2 separate regions of the Arabidopsis thaliana genome follow, and region 1 is linked to region 2. A link is a contact called in public targeted proximity ligation data. All regions are on one chromosome and are shown on one strand. The core of a region is the stretch at or near the end of the contact, and the rest is flanking DNA. Distances in the headings are between cores, read along the strand shown.

The links.
Region 1: a contact with region 2 is called in a targeted proximity ligation map of shoot, with 10 read pairs.

The regions. Positions count from the first base shown.
Region 1 is chr1:19,197,450-19,202,034 of TAIR10.1, forward strand. It overlaps IAR3 (peptidase M20/M25/M40 family protein), which reads left to right and starts at 1,902. Exons shown (of 5, transcript NM_104055.4): 1 at 1,902-2,460; 2 at 2,741-2,866; 3 at 2,969-3,283; 4 at 3,362-3,490; 5 at 3,571-4,258. The coding sequence starts at 2,113. The coding sequence ends at 3,975. AT1G51770 (Core-2/I-branching beta-1,6-N-acetylglucosaminyltransferase family protein) reads left to right here and starts at 4,340. Exons shown (of 2, transcript NM_104056.4): 1 at 4,340-4,585. The coding sequence starts at 4,470.
Region 2 is chr1:19,159,254-19,163,321 of TAIR10.1, forward strand. It overlaps 4CL1 (4-coumarate:CoA ligase 1), which reads right to left and starts at 2,484. Exons shown (of 4, transcript NM_104046.3): 1 at 1,156-2,484; 2 at 398-810; 3 at 1-66. The coding sequence starts at 2,211.

The sequences.
Region 1 (4,585 bases), core at 652-3,151, 38 kb after region 2:
GATGGTGTCTTGCGATCAAAGTCGCGAATCTAAGACACATATTTGGTGTGCCAAGATTTCGTTTAAGAGACAAGAAGGTGTAGGAGAGCTTTGGAAATATATGTTGAATGGTCTAAGATTGTGTTACACTTTCGCAGATGTAACGTTCCTAGTTCCTATTTCCTTTTGAATTCTATTATTGTTACTTATTGATCATGAGATTTTAATATTTTATTTTAGTTTTTGAGAGGATCTAGAATTTTTGAGGTATAACTTTTTGGGTATAACCTTAAGAGATGATTGATTACATCCAGCTTGGACAAAAGTGGCTAATTGATTATATCATTCCACTAAAATGATGATACTCCGGAATGTAGACTCTCAAAGCAATCAATGAGTTGAGCTTAAGGCGCATATCGTTCCATTGATTGTAAGTCTTATTTAGATTCTTCTAAGCTTTTTTTTTTTTTTCTTTTCTTTTATGTTAAATTGTGCGAATTTCAGATCTTTTGACCTTATATATTTTTTAGTGTCTGGAATCAATTTTGAGTTCATTACTATTTAATAAATGTCTTTCCGTCCTAAAAGAAGGTTTGAATCCGGAGCGCAAAGGAATCAACCACTTGAGCTACAACTAGGTTACCAACCCATTTTGGTAGGTTTGTTGCTATTAAATACGAGAGTTCTCGTTCTAGTTCCAGATACAGATATGGGCATCATGCCATCTTTAATCATTTATTTTGTGTTTTGAAATGCATTACCGTATACAGGGCCGGTCCTAGCCTAAAACTGGTAAAGGCTTTGCTTTAGGCGCCAAAAAATATATGTAGTACAAAGGGCATCAATTTCTGAAAACATTTTATAGTGTAGTGGTTAGCTCTAAATGTAGATAATTGTTTTTATGGTGCATAGTTTAAATCTCAATTTTGTTATTTTGTGACTTTTCTAAATGTATGAACTTAAAAATGCTTTAGACACTCAAATCTCTTGGGGCGGCTCTTACCACATGAGATGGAAATTTAAGATTAAGAGTGAAAATTTGTATAAAAATATTTAATTGTCCTAAATAAGGGTTCATTTATCTTGATCTCGAACTTGTTTCGACGGATCCATGATTTTACAATCTAAGATCCGGTCACTATAGACATCTTATTTTCATGATCGAATAAGAACTCGGATAATTATTCAAGCTCTAGTGCTAGTGGATTATTACGTCAACTAATCTTGCAATATATTATTGTTTAAATATGGGAAGAACAGAAAAATCAACTTTTTATCAAAAAAGAGAAGGAAAAAAACACTAAATTGAATTTATTAAACACGTTCTCCACGTGCGTTATAGCTGTTCGTACCAACAGCAAAATGGACCGTCCACCAATTAGATTAGAACCATTCAATGTTATACTTTTCTTTTTTCACGTGTCACAAGAAGAACTTAAAAATGAATATGAAAACGAAAAATAATTCCTCCAATCCAAAAGAAAAAAGATTTTGAAAATTAGTACACGATAGTGAAATGCACTTTATCAAAAACACAAACTTGTTTTGTTTTTTCTTATTATGTTTAATAATTAAAAAATAATCTTTACGGTTCATATAATTTGAGTTTGGCTACTTTTCTTACTTCAATTTGGCTACTTGTATAAAACAGTGAGATAATAATTTCTTTGACGTTAAAATTACACAATTTCCAAATGCAGAAACTTCAACAAGAGACATGTAGGGAAAGAATGGTGGCTTGTTTGGCTTATTTACAATTTTTAAGTTTTAATCCAAAGAAAAGAAGATCCCATCACTCTTTTCAACAAAAAAAAAGTTATCAAATTAATCATTAAATCAGTCACGTAAACGAATGTTTTCTTACAAATAATTTTGGGATTCGAGGAAAATTACCAAAAAAAAATTAAAATAGAATAAAATAAAATAAAATGAAAGACTTCATGAGAAAATAGAGACGAAGTTAAGTTGTGTTTGGCTTTGAGCTTTGGCTACTTGGGATTTAAATACCACTTTTTTGCTTCTTGTACCCCTGCTTCATCATCACGCACACCTCTCTTAACTTCTTCGATCTCTTCTTTTTCTCTACACGATTCGATTGATTCAAGTATCAATCAATCGAATCCGAGATAAGTCATGAGTTTCTTCAAATGGGTTTCTTTTGTTTTGATCCTTCACTTGCTTAATCCGACTCTGATTTCATGTTCCTCTAATGGGTTATCTCAAATACCTTCAAAGTTTCTTACTTTGGCTAAAAGGAATGATTTTTTCGATTGGATGGTTGGAATCAGAAGGAGAATCCATGAGAATCCAGAGTTAGGTTATGAGGAAGTAGAGACATCTAAGCTTGTTAGAGCAGAGTTGGAGAAGATGGGTGTTTCTTATAAGTACCCAGTTGCTGTTACTGGTGTTGTTGGGTATGTTGGAACTGGTCATGCTCCTTTTGTTGCTTTAAGGGCTGATATGGATGCACTTGCTATGCAGGTATTTGCTCTCAAAATCTGGAATTGACTTGTTCTCTTAGCTTCTCATGGAACAGTGTGGCTTTTTTTGTTTTTGTTTTTCTGTTTGATACTTGAAGTTTTGTGTTTTCGGTTTTGGTTATATGTATCTATAGTGTAGTTGAAGATTTGTTGAGTTTACTTCTCTGTGGGATCTGATTTCTGATGTGATTTGCAGTTTCTTGAATTGTTGGTGGAATTATGGTAAGTGTTGTTTTGTTTTGGGTGGATTCTTATTGGACAGATTATGTTGGATTGTGTAGGAAATGGTGGAATGGGAACACAAGAGTAAGGTTCCAGGGAAGATGCACGCTTGTGGACATGACGCTCACACTACGATGCTTCTCGGTGCTGCAAAATTGCTCAAAGAACATGAAGAAGAGCTACAGGTTTAGTTTTGACACTGGATTTTCCTAGTTTTAAAATTTGAGTCTGTCGAAATCATCATGATGTTTGGATTCTTGAAACTTGTTGGACATTTTCTTGATCAGGGCACAGTGGTTCTAGTTTTCCAACCAGCTGAGGAAGGAGGAGGAGGTGCAAAGAAGATTGTGGAGGCTGGAGTGTTGGAGAATGTGAGTGCAATCTTTGGATTACATGTCACAAATCAATTGGCATTAGGTCAAGTGAGCTCGAGAGAGGGTCCTATGTTGGCTGGTAGTGGCTTTTTCAAAGCTAAGATAAGCGGGAAAGGAGGCCACGCAGCTCTTCCGCAGCATACCATAGATCCGATACTGGCAGCTTCAAATGTTATTGTTAGCTTACAACACCTCGTTTCACGAGAGGCAGATCCTTTAGACTCTCAGGTAATAAATATAATCTTTGGCTCTTCAAATGTCTCTATATAGCATGTGGATTGATTTTATCTATGCGAGTGCTTACAGGTGGTTACAGTTGCTAAATTTGAAGGCGGTGGTGCTTTCAATGTGATTCCTGACTCTGTTACTATCGGTGGTACATTCCGAGCTTTTTCAACTAAAAGCTTTATGCAACTCAAGAAAAGAATTGAGCAGGTCAGTAACTTTACCCTCTGATGTGTAAACTTTTGTCTTACCGAACTGTTTTAACTCTCTTTGCAAATCCAATGTTTCAGGTTATCACAAGGCAAGCGAGCGTGAATATGTGTAATGCAACAGTGGATTTCATTGAAGAGGAGAAACCTTTTTTCCCACCAACTGTAAATGACAAAGCCTTACACCAGTTTTTCAAGAACGTTTCAGGCGATATGTTAGGGATTGAGAATTACGTCGAGATGCAACCATTAATGGGATCAGAAGATTTCTCTTTCTACCAACAAGCAATCCCGGGACATTTTAGCTTCGTTGGAATGCAAAACAAAGCTCGTTCACCAATGGCGAGCCCTCACTCGCCGTACTTTGAAGTTAACGAAGAATTACTACCTTATGGTGCTTCCCTTCATGCTTCCATGGCCACAAGATATCTTCTTGAACTAAAAGCTTCAACTCTAAATAAGAGTAACAAAAAAGATGAACTTTGATGCCAACAAACATTGGCTTCTCCTATTCTTCTACTCTGAAAAATGTCAAAACATGGTAACAGTTTTTTCTTTTTTACAGAGCCTGCCATGTAAAGATTAATAAATTGTTATGCAGTGTCAAGCTTCTATTAAATCCAAGAAATGTTATTACTGCAAACAAAAACAGATTTGGGCCATTGCAATGAGAGAGCTGAAACGGTCAATTTAAACAAATCAGATTGAGAGATTTCAGAAGATTCGACGCATAAACAAATGCTAAAATTCGAGAGCTTGTTAACATGTCTAACTGATAAAGATTCAATTTTTCTTTCTTGTTTTTTCTTCTTCTTCTTTAGATTCAAGTTCTGATCTTTGCTTCTTTGAAAATCACAAATCTTTTCTTCTGGGTTTCTATAAAAAACCCATTTTTTGTTGTTGTCGTACAAACATTTCCCGTAAAGATTGGATTTTTGTGTAAGCATTTGAAGATAGCTAAGAAAGTGAGAAGCTTTTAGATGAAAGTGATGGTAATGGAGATGGAGGAATGTGTTAAAGAAAATGGTTCATCAACACCTAAATCTAGAGTCACAAACCAATCTAGAGCTCTCTTACCGTTGCGTCTGCTTCAGAT
Region 2 (4,068 bases), core at 1,234-3,733:
AACTCCGAATCCTTCGATTTCACCACAAATGCAACAGGAACTTCACCAGCTGCTTCTTCTTTCATTCTGTTTAATCATACACGTAACAACAAAAAGTGTAAGCAGTTTGAAACAGAGATGCTAGAGAAATCAAGATCGGCTCTGTTATTGATATCATTGATCTCCTTTTGTCATTATGCTTAAATTATGTTTTAATCATTCATGTTGGTTCAACAACATACTTTAATAATAGATTAGTACTCAGAACATAGATTAGCCTAAATATATTGTTGAACCAACAACATTATTTGGTCATGATCAAACAATGTCCGTTTTGTAGTTGTTGGTTCAACAACATATTTTGGCGCAATTCAATTAGCGACTGCAAAACGAACAACGGTTAAAAATTTGAACTTACGCGACAACAGCAACATCAGTAATGTCAGGATGACCGATGAGCAAAGCCTCTAGCTCAGCCGGAGCTACCTGAAAACCTTTATACTTGATAAGTTCTTTCAATCGATCAACGATGAAAAGCTCGTCATCGTCATCGATCAATCCAATATCTCCAGTATGAAGCCAACCGTCTTTATCAATGGTCTCTGCTGTAGCTGCCGGATTGTTGAGGTAACCTTTCATGATCTGGTGACCACGAATACAAATCTCACCGGGTTGATTCCTCGAAAGAGAATCTCCGGTGTCTGGATCAACTATTTTCATCTCAGCATTTCTTACAACAGTACCACAAGCTCCTGACTTAACCGGAAAAGGTTCCTTTGCAAAACCTAACGACATTGCTAGCACTGGACCTGCTTCCGTCATTCCGTATCCCTAATCATTTAATAAATTAAAGTTAGTTACGTAAAATTTAAAACTGAAGTGGCAAATTTCTTAAAAACGTTTTTGGTCAAATTTTGTATAACATTTATATTTTTTTTTACTATAAGAAATAAATAAAAATATGTCATCTGAGTAGCCAAAAATGTGATTATGCAGAAAATATAAAAAAATCGCACACAGTTGAATAATTTGGTTTTACTTTATTTGATCAAAATACAAACTGTATATAGGTATTTACTTATGTTATGTTTTTCAGTTAATTATGAGATTTCATTCCGTATAGTTATTTCGATTTTCCAAATTCGTATGATTCCGTATTTCCCAAAAAAAATATACCTGACCGAGTTTGGCATTAGGAAACTTGGCATTAACGGCATCTTCAAGTTCTTTACCAAGAGGAGCAGCACCAGATTTCACCACTCTTATCGAGCTCAAATCATACTTCTCCGTCTCCGAAGACTTCGCAATGGCCAACACAATCGGCGGAACCATCGGAGCCACCGTCACTTTACACCTCTGGATCAGCTCCAATAGCAGATTGATCTCAAACTTCGGCATTATCAGAATCGCCGCACCAACTCTAAGACCACACAACATGATCGAGTTCAAAGCGTAGATATGAAACATGGGCAAAACACAGAGTATGACGTCATCGCTGTGGAAATAAAGATTCGGGTTCTCGCCGTCGACTTGCTGAGCAACGCTCGTGACTAGTCCCTTGTGAGTCAGCATCACTCCTTTTGGTAATCCCGTCGTGCCAGAGGAGTAAGGTAGTGCCACCACGTCGTCCGGTGAAATCTCCACCGAGTCGATGACTTCTGATGCCTCGGTTGTCGACTGAGTCAACTCGGTGAAGCGGAGGCAGCCTTCAGGGATTGGCACGGATTCGTTGTCGTCGATGCAGACGATGACTACTCCGTCGTCGTTTTGAAGTGGTTTGATTTTGTCGACGTAACGAGCTTCGGTGATTATGAGTTTGGTGTTGGAGGCTTTGGCTTGTTTAGCTATCTCCGCCGGAGTGAAGAAAGGGTTTGCGGCGGTGGCGGTTGCGCCGCGGAAGGAGGCGGCGAGGAAAGAGAGGACGAATTCGGGACAGTTTGGGAGGAGGAGCATGACGACGTCGTTTTGGTTAACGCCGAGTTTGTGAAAATTGGCGGCGATTTGGCGGGAGATGACGTGGACGTCGGAGTAAGTGTACACGTGGCCGGTTGGTCCGTTGATTAGGCAAGGCTTAGTGGCGAATTCGGAGATGTTTTGGAAGATGTAGTCGTGGAGAGATAGGTGGTTCGGGATGTAAATATCCGGTAACTTTGATCGGAAAATGACGTCACTGTTGTTGTTGTTGCTCTGTTTCTCCATCACCTGAGAAACTGCTTGTTCTTGTGGCGCCATTGTAAATAGTAAATATTGTGATATTCAAAGATTTAGGTGGAAAAAAAAGGTTGGTTTTTTTGGTTGTGTGAATTTTAGGCTTTGGCCTGAAGGAAACAGGAGTTGTATCGGAGGAGTTCATATAGACAATTCACCGGAGTAGACGGTGGGGTTGGTGAAAATGTTAGTGTTGTTGTTTCATGATTTTGCTGAGGGTGATTTTGTCATTTAATCTTTTTTGAGTATGGGTTTCTCAAATTTTCACGTTGCGTTTGGTAAGCTGCATTTCTTTCTTTTAAAATCACATAAACTAGTGGTAATATATTTATAAGCAAATTTGTATTTTTCTGAAAAATTAACTGGATTTTGTATTTTTCATAAGCAAATTTCTTTGTTGAAATGTTATATTTTATTTATTTTTATGTTAATTATAGTAAATAAAAAAAGAATGGTTATTTAAGAATATTTGCAAAAAAAAAAAATGTAACAATTAATGTAAAAAAAAATGTTTTGATAACGTATTACCGTAATTGAATATGTTTCTTCACATGATTTAATTAAATAAAGTAATGATTTGTATGTTTTTCCAATTTTTACCATATAAGCGATAAAATCAACCTTGGCATATGTTCTTTTCCATTTTGGGCATATATATTCTAAGAAAAAAAAGAAGTAAAAACAGTTTGTATGATACTTTTAATAGATAAGCCAAAAAAATCATGTAAAATGACATAGCCAAAAGTTATATTATAAATATATGCTATATTTGGGTATATATGAGTGTATCATACTCTAACAATTTCTTCATTTGTTGTTGATTTGGTCTATTTTGGTTCCATAAAAGACATATATATTACCAACGACCACGGAACCCGTATATGAACAATTGAACGTCAACGGTATATGAACAATTGAACAATTGAACCCGTATAATTTTATTTTATTTCTACAACCATTTAATTCAACTTTGGAGACCAGTCAAATCCATTTGGATAAAAAGAAAGTTATGGGCTAAAAGTGTAAAGCTTGAGAAATAAAGGGGTAGGGTTGGAAATAAAGGAAATGGGTTTGGTAAGAGAAGAAGAGTGGGTTGGTGAAGATAGCGAGAGATATATTGATTGGGCTTTGGTGGAAGAGTGGGCCCATGTTGACGATATAACCGAAGCAATAGTCCAAGTAAAAATTGAAATATTTGACGATAAATCTTCATTTCTTCACCAACCCCACCATTTTTAATATTCTTTTATATAAAAATCGTAATAATCATGACCATAATACATATATCTCCAAAATCAATGGACAATATAGCCTTCACCAAACTCATCCTTCAACTGATATGTTTTTTTTTAAAACCGGAGGTATTAGAGACCGAAAATTTTGAAATTAATAAGAATTTGGGTCTTTTTTAAGACTAAAAAAATATTTACAAATGACCAAAATGCAAGATGCAAGAATTTTTTGTTTTCTGAGAAAAATCTATATAAAACGTAAAATCTCATCAAAAATTCTACATTTCAAACGGGCTACTAAGTACTAACCCATCACAACTTGGTTTGATTTGTTCGTAAATGGGTTCTTGTATTGAGATTTATTTACTATTAGGCTTAGAAAAAGATTCACCACACAAATGCTATGGATATTGGCATTGCATTTACAACCAATTGTGTCAGCAAAAGAAAAGAGACAATTAATGGATAATAATCATATATAGCTATTTATTTTTGTGAAAGCGATGTCAAAATATAAGTGAATACAAAACTGCTTCGTCAATATGCCAAATGTAAGGCTTTGACAAAAAAATATATATGCCAAATGTAATGGACAGTGATACTATTACTTTTCGACATGAATCATTTATTACATAATAATGCTTGAAAG